Linked DNA regions of Pan troglodytes: region 1 is linked to region 2. The links are chromatin contacts, called in public Hi-C maps. All regions are on one chromosome and are shown on one strand. Each heading gives the region's core, a stretch centred on a gene start, on an enhancer-like site or on the middle of the called end of the contact. The rest is flanking DNA. Distances are from core to core; before and after follow the strand shown.

Region 1 (4,708 bases), core at 2,177-4,676, 34 kb after region 2:
GGGTCTTGTATAGGGGTGGAATTGGTGTTCAACCTGTGGCCAAGGTTGGAGGATTAGGGCTTGGCTTGTGGCTGGAATTGCAACTTAGTCTGTATTGGGATTAGGGCTCAATCTATGGCTGGAAATAGAACCAAAGAGAGAATACTTTTTGTTTGAATAGCCTGAGGAGCAAACTGTTACCTGTGTTCACAGGCCCTTGGCATTCTTCAGGGCTCCGACACCTCAGGAGCCTGATACCACACAGACTTGAAAATTTCCATCTGTTAGCACTGTTTCTGAAAGCACCTAAGATATCACCAGATTTCTGACCCACAACAGGCTTGAGATCTCACTTAAACTAAGATGAGGACCTTTGTAAGAGACCTTCAAATAGCATCTTGGCAAATGACTATAGGATCCTTTCTAGATTCATAGGCTGTCAGCACCAAACAAAATGAGGCTCAGATAAAGAAGTGGTCTGTCCCAACTCACACAGCCAATAAGTGACAAATCAGGGTCCAGGACGCAGGTCTGTTCTGTTTTTTTTTTGTTGTTGTTGTTGTTGTTGTTTTTTAAGAGATGAGGTCTCACCATGTTCCCCAGGCTAGCCTTGAACTCCTGAGCTCAAGGGTTCCTCTCCCTCTCAGCCTCCCAAGTAGCTGGTGACTGGAACTACAGATGTGTACCACTGTGCCTGGCTTTTGTTCTTTTCTTTAATAAATTTGCTGTGTGACCTTGGGCAAGTCACTCTTCTCTTCTGGGCTTCAATTTAACTCTTAAGTATAGGTACACTGATGGGTAGAAGCAGATGGTTTTTGATAGTTTCACCAGCTCTAACATCCAGGAATCTTAACATTCTCCAATGAGTGCCAGTCCACCTCACCCTAATGAGTTGGCTCCAAGTCTTTTTCTCACATGTCTGGAGATCTGTATTTACAAGGCTGTAGGGAAGATGGAATACTAGCAGGACCTGCTGAGAGGTACAGAGCTGAAGGCCAGGGAGGCACAGAGGAGGGAGATCAGAGTGGATCAAGTCACCGGGGAGAGTTTGCTTGAAGAGGTGTGACCTAGGCAAGGCCATGAAAGGCTGACAAGATATGGGAAGCAAAGAAGCGGGGTGTGGGTAGGATAACAGTCTGGTTCTAGGACATCTTTCCAAGATGCATCAAGGGCAATGATATCTGGAGAAAAAATTGCAGGGACTAAGAACAAGGTGTCAAGTGGATGGGAGGCAGGCATGGAGGGCATCCTGTGCAAAGTCTCTTTTAAGAAATAGGAGGCAGGTGTTAGGAGGAAACCCTCAGGGTTCAAGAAAGCAGAAGAGACATTTATTGAGTACACAGCATTGTGCTGGGCACTTTAATCTGTTACCTCCTTTAATCCTCCCAAGAACCCTGCAAGTTCTGGATTAGTATCTCTCTTAGACAGATGAGGAAATTGAGGCTCAGAGAAGTTATGGCTTACAAAAAGTCACACAGCTCTAAGGGGCACAGCCAGGATTTGAATACAACACTGAGCTAATTCCATTACTTGTTCTATGTAATGGAAAGACTTCTATGAGTCTCATGCTGCTGGCAGGCCAGAGACACTCAGCCTGCTCTCATGAGCAGAAACAAGACCGTAACAAAGTCCAGCACTACCAGCTCCAGAAAGTCACGTGCAAAAGAAAGGCATAGATGGAGGAGCTGAGCTGGGGAGAGGAAAAAGCACCAGACTAGGAGTTGGGAACGCGGGGTCTTAATCTCAGGCTGTGTCATGTATGTCCTGGAGAAACCCACTGCTTGAATGAAGCTCCTTTCTTCTGATTAAGAGAATGTGGTTTGGTTTCCCATCCTCACAGCATTCTAAGAGATTGGATGGGCATGGGGAGGGGGGACCACCAGCCTATTGTGGGCGCAGTGAGGAAACTGAGGCTCAGAATGATGATGTAACCTGTTTGATGTTACACTGTATCTATGTGGAAAAGCATAATTGGGAACTGATTTTTTTTGGAAGCTATCAAGCACCAGTCTTGTGCTAGCTGCTTTACCTCTTTTCTCTAATTTAATCCTATCAACTCTCCTAGGATTTTTACTTCCGCTTTATAGATTAGGAAACCCAGGGTCAGAGAGGTGCACTCTGTGACGGCCTCCCAGCAGCTGGCATTCAGCGGGGGTGGGATGGTGAAGACGCTGGTCTATCTCACTGTGCCCTGCCGCCTCCCAGAGTCTCACGCTGCAAATTCAGGGTTCCTTCTAGACAATGTGAGGCAGGGAATAAAGCATGGGATCTGGAACTAGAGTTCTGGCTTTGGATGGCTTACCCGCTCTGTAAGTTTTAGCAAGTTCCTCCTTGCTCAGCCTAAGTTTTCTCATCTGTAAAGTGCGAATGATAATACCCACCTCACTGGAGAGTTGCGAGGATCAAAAGAGAGAAAAGAATGGGAAGGTTATCCTAATTACCTCTCATTTCTGTCCAATGGCTCTTTCCAAAGGCAAAAAGCCTTTTCTTCTCCATCACACTCCTTACCTGTAGCCAGACATACCCGACTCCCTCCTAGGAACAGTAAGTCCTCCCCCAACCCAAAACACAGTGCCCTGCCCTCTCCCCCGCTGCCCTTGGTGCCCCTCCTCAGGTCCCTGGCAGCAGCCCTCTCTCAGTTCTGAGTCGTGCCGAGTTCCTCCGGTCCCCTGGCCCATACTGGTCCTCACGGAGTCTCCACCCCTCCGGCACAGGTGCTGCCTGGACGGCTGTCAGAAGAGCTTGGGGTCCAGGTCCTGGCGCTGTCCCGCACATTCCAGGGGCCTCATCCCTCCTCTGCCCACCCAGCCTCCCGGTCTACTTACGGGCTCGAGCGTGGGAGTCCAGGGGGAACCAGAGCAGCGCGAGTCCCAGCAAGGAGGAGAGGACCCTCACCTCGGGAACCATCCTTTCCCCAGGGTCAGGCCGCTGGTCCGGGAGCGGAGTCGGGAGGAAGGGAGACGAAAAGGACACGGAGGCACAGGGGCCACAGATCAACCCACAGACCCCAGGAGGTCTGCTGCTAGAGCGGGGTCGGAGAAGGGCCAGGAAGCAGCGGTGGGCAGGAAAGGAGGGCAGGAAGGGAGGTCTAAGGTGGGAAGAAGAGAAAGGTGGAAAGAGAACGCGGGGAAAGGAGGGAGAGATGGAGAGACGAAGGAAGGTCCAGCAGAAGGGAGAGGCGATCAAAGAAAGGGGGAAGGTGAGAGGGAGAGGAGGAGAAAGCAGGGAGAGGACCGGCGTCTGCCGAGCGCGCAGCGCCGGGCGAGGCGCGCGGGACCAGCGGGTGTTGCGGGCGCGCGGGCTAGAGGCGGCCGGCGCCCCCTGCTCGGTGGGCTCGGGGTCGGGCCGCGGGGGCCTGGAGCCCGGCGGGGCGGCGGTCCCAGCAGCGGCGGCGGCGCGGCGGCCGCGGAGGGAGGCTGAGCGCGGGCCGGCTGTGCTCGCCAAGGGCTCCAGGCGCCGCGCTCGGGCGCATTTGTACTTTGCCGCGGGAAGCAGGCAGCCCGGCCTGGCGCTGGCCTAGCGCTGGCGCCTCCTCTGGGGCACCGCGGGCTCGGTGGATTGGCCACCCGAGAAACAGGCCCACTTTTTCCCCTCCTCTCTTGTGCGGGTCTCCGGGACGGACGCTCCAGGCGCGGCGCCGAGTGGAGGCGAGGGGGCTGCGGAGGGGGAAGGGGCCACGCGGGCCACGGGGTTTAACCCCTGACTCCCCGCGACGCCAAGAATGCAGGAGGGCAGAGTTGAGGGAGACCTCAGGTGGAACTTTCAGGTGGGGAAGGCTGAGCTGTCGGGGCTGCGGGTACCGGGAAGGCTCAGGGTAAGGCGCTCGGCGGTGCGTGCCCGGAACTCGGCAGATGGATGGAATCAGAACACTGGCGTTCTTAATTCAGTTTGTGGTCTACAGCACGCCACCAGAGAGTCTGTTTTCCCAGCTTTAAAATGGGCATTTTAAGATCTTAAAATATCTCTACTATCTTCCCACGAGTGTTGCTAAGATGAAATAAGGTAATGAACGTCGAAGCACTCACCCCACAAAGAGAAGGGGCCCTAATTCCAGGTGCCTACAATACCAGTGGCCCCTGTCCCCACTCCGTCTGCCCATGCGCCATTCTCAGGAAAGTCAGCCCATAGGGATCCTGTGCCTTCCCCTGGAGGTCTTCCTCTGCTCCCCCCTCCCACTCCCGAATCAAGGCAAGATCTCTCCTTTGCCTTTGCAGGTGAGGCCTGCACTTCTCTGGGAGTGATGGTCACCTTCAGTCATCTTTAGGGAGAGCTGATTGTCAAAGAGTTTTCTTTCCCACCAGAAGGGGAGCTCCCTGAGGACAGGGCCCTGACACCCTCCAGCCCTCAAATGGTGCTCCATCTCTTGTGTTGAATGAACACATGCACTAATAGGACACTAAGAAGAGAATAGCCAGCTCTGGCCAGACCAGCAACACACAAGCTCTGAAATCAAAAGGGCAGTCACTGTCCTGGCTCCATCCGTAACTTGTTGGGCCACTTTGAGTAAATACATCTATCCTTGCTTTGGACCTCAACTTTCTGCCCAGCTTCTCTTGAAGAGCTAATGGAGACTCCAAAGAGTGCCAGAGGAGTATGAGGTGGGAAGGGATGTTGAGCCATATCCCACTCTGGTAGGGAATCATATTTCCGGGTTTAAACACTTGGCTGGCTGGCTGTAAAGGTATCTTTCTGGGCCAAGGCTGGGCTCCCCATTGCACTGTGCTTTCAG
Region 2 (4,772 bases), core at 1,387-3,886:
CCCTGTTTCCAAACCCCATTTTCCAGGAAAGGAGCCACGGTACAGGGCACAGATGTGTCAGGGAAAGTATCACTGAAGACATCTGAGATAGGCTGAAGGATGACCAGAGTTTATCCTGTGAATGGTTAAGCTTTCAGATTCCTGCACTTTAAATGAGGCAAGCTCAGAACCCATCCCTGGAGCTCCAAGTGAACCCTCTGTGTGAGCAAGCCAGGCCAAAATTGTGAGTCGTCTTGAGGAGGGACAGGTAGAGGCTGTGAGGGGAGAAGGTGAATGTCTTCTGACTCAGGGGATGTTGGGAGGTTCCAGCCTCAAACCCCAAACTTTCAAATCCAGACCCCTGGGAGCTGGCAGAGGAGTTAGGGGAGGGAGACACTCATCCCTGCTCAATAAGGGTGGCATCAGATTTCCCAAACCTTAGCAGACTTCCCAAACCTTAGTAACCCTAGGTTCAAGATTAGGGCTATGGAGGCTGGGCTTAGTGGCTCGTGCCTGTAATCTCACCACTTTGGGAGGCTGAGGCAGGAGGATTGCTTGAGCCCATTAGTTCTAGACCAGCCTGGGCAATATAGCAAGACCCCGTCTCTTAAAAAAAAAAAAAACAAAAAAGGCCAAGGCTGTGGAGACAATGGCCAGAGCCCTCTGAGTGGCTGCACAAGTCCAGTCAACAGACTACTGTCCACCATTTCTCTGGAGCTTTGATCAGGCTTGGGTGGGGAGGGGATGGAGGAGCCGTGGTTGTGAGAGGGTTGAGACTAGCTGTCCTGAGGAGAGAACCCCGCCTGGGGCCGGGAGCCTGAGTTCTAGCCCTGGCTTCAGCACACCACTGTGAGGCTTTGGGGAAGACGTGGTGGTCCTGAGCCCATCTCCTCCTCTAAAATGTGGGTAGTGCCTACACCTTTCACCTTAAGTGAAATCATTGACATTAAAACATCTTTGAAATTATAAGGATTTGTACATGTGGGCAGGGTAAATAATTGATGGTGTCTTTATTTTATTATTATTATTATTATTATTATTATTATTTGAGATGGAGTCTTACTCTGTCACCCAGGCTGGAGTGCAGTGGCACAATCTCGGCTCACTGCAACCTCTGCCTCCTGGGTTCAAGCAATCCTCGTGCCTCAACTTCCCGAGTAGCTGGAATTACAGGTGTGTACCACCATGCCTGGCTAATTTTTTGTATTTTTAGTAGAAATGGGGTTTCACTATGTTGGCCAGGCTGGTCTCGAACTCCTGGCCTCAGACGATCCACCCGCCTCGGCCTCCCAAAGTGCTGGGATTGTCGGCGTGAGCCACCGTGCCTGGCCCTAATGGTGTCTTTTATTGCTAACTGTTGGGCCTTCTCAGAGCATGGTGCCAGGTTAGCAATCTGACCGCCCAGTCTTGGAAATCCTCTGAGGTGAGGCTATCTGGGCTCGTGACACTGGCCACACTGTGGAACTGGGGAAGGAGTGCTAGCCTGGAGCGAGAGATCTGGCTTCCAACTCCAGATCTGCTACTAAGCAGCTCTGCGGCTTTGGGCAAATGACTGCCTGCTGCTCCTCCCTAACTGGGTTTCCTCATTGTAGGGTGTGAAGATAGTGGTGAGGATCCCAGGAATATTTGCTGGGAAAGTGCTTTAAGGCTCCATTAACGCCCTCCCCTGGCTAATTAGAGTCATTCCTCTTTCTGAGGCTCAGTGTCAAAGAGCTGTGGGAGGGGGGCTGCCCGGAAGAGCAGGAGGTGCTGCAGTGGGGGGCCTGGGTGAGGAGGCTGGGGGAGCTAGCCCTGGCTCTGGTGACAACTCACTGTGAGGACTGGGACCATTCTCTATCCCTTCTGGATCTTGGTTTCCACCCCTGTAAAATGGGGATAACCAGGTCTGCCTTGTGGAGTTGCTAGGAGAGCATGCAGGAGACTGGATATGAACCCAGAAGGCAGGGCTGAGGGTAATGCAACTTCTTATTTATTAATATATAATAACAACAATTATACAGCTCATATCTGCAACTGTTAGGTCTTTGTTATAATGTCTTGGTCACTTTGTCTGGACTGGCCGTGACCTTCAGCTCCGGGGTCTGGGCTAGGAAGACGTTCCAGTGACCTGCATGGAGGAGGGCAGAAGAGGGAAGAGGCGTATGTGTCTGCACGTGCACAACAGAGGCAGCAGCTGGGGGTTGGAAAAGCCTTGGGCCAGGAGGAACTGCAAGGGCCAGGGTTTGGAGCCCACAGGGAGCCTGGAGGCGAGTGTGCCATCACACTGGGTGTGATGGGGCACATGACCCAGCTTTCAAACAACCTTGGGGGACAGAACTGGTTTCCTGACACCTGTTGGTAATACTCCCCTCTGTGACCTCCCCTCCCCGACCCGAAACCCCACCTGGGTCCATCTTCCTAAAAGTAAGGTATAGAAGGAAAGTGGAAACGTTCCAGTAGAGAGGGAGTGGGCAGTACCCAGGTTTGGGGGCTCAGACCTCCCCTCTCCACAGCCCTTTCTCCCTCCACCCCCAGAACCAAATCCAGCCAGCTCTGCTTCACCTTCCCGCTCTGGAGTTAGGAAATCTCTGGCGCAGACACCCACTGGATTCCTGTGCTGGGAACTGACGTCTGTGGCTGACAGCCCCTCCTCCCGGCACCAGCAGCCTGGGAACTCCCCGAAAGGCTCTGGCCTGTGTCCTTGCCTTCTTCCCGCCCCGGCCCCATTCCTCAGCCCAAGCTCCTACCTTCGTGGGGGCCAGCGAGCAGTCGGAAGTGCTGTGCCTCTTTCTGGAAGTCTTGCTTCCTGACTTTCTTGATCTGAGTCAAGTGGAAGATTCCTGAGGGCAGAGACAAGGATGTGAGCAGGCAAGGCAAAAACTTACAGTCGGTGAAAAGTGAAACAGGGTGACTTAGCACAGAACGGACCCAATCACTCCCTCCCCCACCCCATTCTGATCAGACACAAAATCCTGCTGATGACATTTCCTCAATATTTTGAATCCATTCTCCTATCTCTCTGCCACTATCCTCACTCAGGCCCCTGTTGTCTTGTCTGGGTCACTACACTAGAGTCCTAACCCCTTTCACTCCCCCTCTAATCTGCAATCCTAGCTGTGGTCATTAGAACATGTATACGTCACCCTGTCATTCCCCTTCCCTGACGTCCTGTCACCTCCACAGTGAAGCCTGTTTTCTTCTGTCTGTTCTCTTTGCTGATCCTGCTCCTGTCACCTGCACCATCCTGCTCTCACAACACCCACCTGTCCCCAGTGCAGGGAGGGAGGGAAGTGGAAGGCAGGAGGGAGAGGAGGAAGAAAGGAAAGAGAAGGAGGGAAAAAGGAAAGGAGGGCAGGAAGGGAGGAAGGAAGGTTGGCTGGCTCATGTGAACTGGTCACGCTTTTCTCAGGGCATAGAACATATGATAAAAATCAATAGGCGTGTTTATTCAGATACCAAAGAACTAGCAAGTGGCAGAGTTACAGTGGCTTGCCTGTGCCCTAGCCCTAACCAAGTACTTGACGTCCCCTGAGGAGGCCAAGCCTTTTCAAATGCCGTTCCCTCTGCTGGAATACCTTCTACTATTGCCTTCTATTTCTACTTTTTTTTCTTTTTTTTTTTTTGACGGAGTTTCACTCTTGTTGCCCAGGCTGAAGTACAATGGTATGATCTCGGCTCACTGCAACTTCTGCCTCCCAGGTTCAAGCGATTCTCCTGCCTCAGCCTCCTGAGTAGCTTGGATTACAGGTGCCCGCCACCACGCCTGGCTAATTTTTTTTTTTTGTGTGTGTATTTTTAGTAGAGACTGGGTTTTAGCATGTTAGCCATGCTGGTCTTGAACTCCTGACCTCAAATGATCCACCTGCCTTGGCCTCCCAAAGCACAAGCTGGGATTACAGGCGTGAGCCACTGCACCTGGCCACGACTTCTACTATTAGCACCAAATGAACTCCTACCTGTGCTGCAAGCCTTAGCTGGGAAGTCTTCCCTAATCCACCCGAGGCAATTCCTCCTTGGGGCACCCACAGCACCTGGCTTCCATCTGTGATTGTGCCTGTTTCTAATGTGCTCTCATTGTGTCTACTCCTGCTTCTTCTACCAGACTGGGGACTCCCAGAGGGCTCTCCTCTCTGGGTCCCTTGAGCCTGGCCCACATTTGGCATGTAGAATGAATGAATCCCTGGATGGATGGATGGATGGATGGATGGATGGATAGATGAACAAATACACACACACACACACACACACACACACACACACACACACACACCCCACATACCCAGTCTAGGCCAGGCCCCAAGAGGGAATGAGGTATTAGCTGGATCCCCTGATGTTTGCATCTCATGGGGTGCTGGCCAGTGGCACCACACATGGCTCTGAGGCCCTGAGCACATGGGCTGTGAGGCTGCACCAGCTGTTACCCACCAAGGTCTCTGGCCAGAAAGAACAGATGCAACCAGCAAGGCCTCTGCTAGGCCAGCACTGCCTTTAAGAAGACCAAGAACTGGCCCTGCTTATGGGAATCAGCGTGGGATTACCGCCAAGGGGAACAGAAAACCCTGATCCTGGGACTGAGTTCCAGGAATCAGGAAATGTCCAGCACTGTCCATGGACCCCCCAGCCCAGATGCCAAGGACCAGGATATGGAAGAAACTCCAAAGGCCCAGGGATTATATCATAGCGGCAGGCAACAAGCATGAGATGAGATGGGGATGGGTCCTTCAGCACAGGCCTGCCACTGCATGCTCCCGAGTTACAGAAAAATTGGAGAGAAGGTGGCAGGGATGAGGGCGGGTTCCCACACTGTGGTCTGT

What was found. Hi-C and Micro-C count contacts between places; a contact is called where the count stands out from the background.
Region 1: a contact with region 2 is called in a Hi-C map of induced pluripotent stem cells, with 1.5 times the contacts expected there. The contact joins the promoter of CHRDL2 here to the enhancer-like site in region 2. A contact is called at or near these places in 2 of 7 Hi-C or Micro-C datasets (induced pluripotent stem cells and stem cell-derived neural progenitor cells).

Annotation. Positions count from the first base shown.
Region 1 is chr9:76,765,570-76,770,277 of NHGRI_mPanTro3-v2.0_pri, forward strand. It overlaps CHRDL2 (chordin like 2), which reads right to left and starts at 3,427. Exons shown (of 11, transcript XM_009423759.4): 1 at 2,805-3,427. The coding sequence starts at 2,886.
Region 2 is chr9:76,732,050-76,736,821 of NHGRI_mPanTro3-v2.0_pri, forward strand. It overlaps CHRDL2 (chordin like 2), which reads right to left. Exons shown (of 11, transcript XM_009423759.4): 10 at 2,706-2,798; 11 at 1,927-2,086. The coding sequence ends at 2,007. Among named protein-coding and RNA genes, the nearest start is that of CHRDL2, 35 kb to the right of the region's middle. Within about 2 kb of position 2,637, at least 3 of the 24 cell types and tissues checked have an H3K27ac peak or open chromatin away from gene starts, as enhancers often do. A contact at or near this core is called in induced pluripotent stem cells, where this site is marked.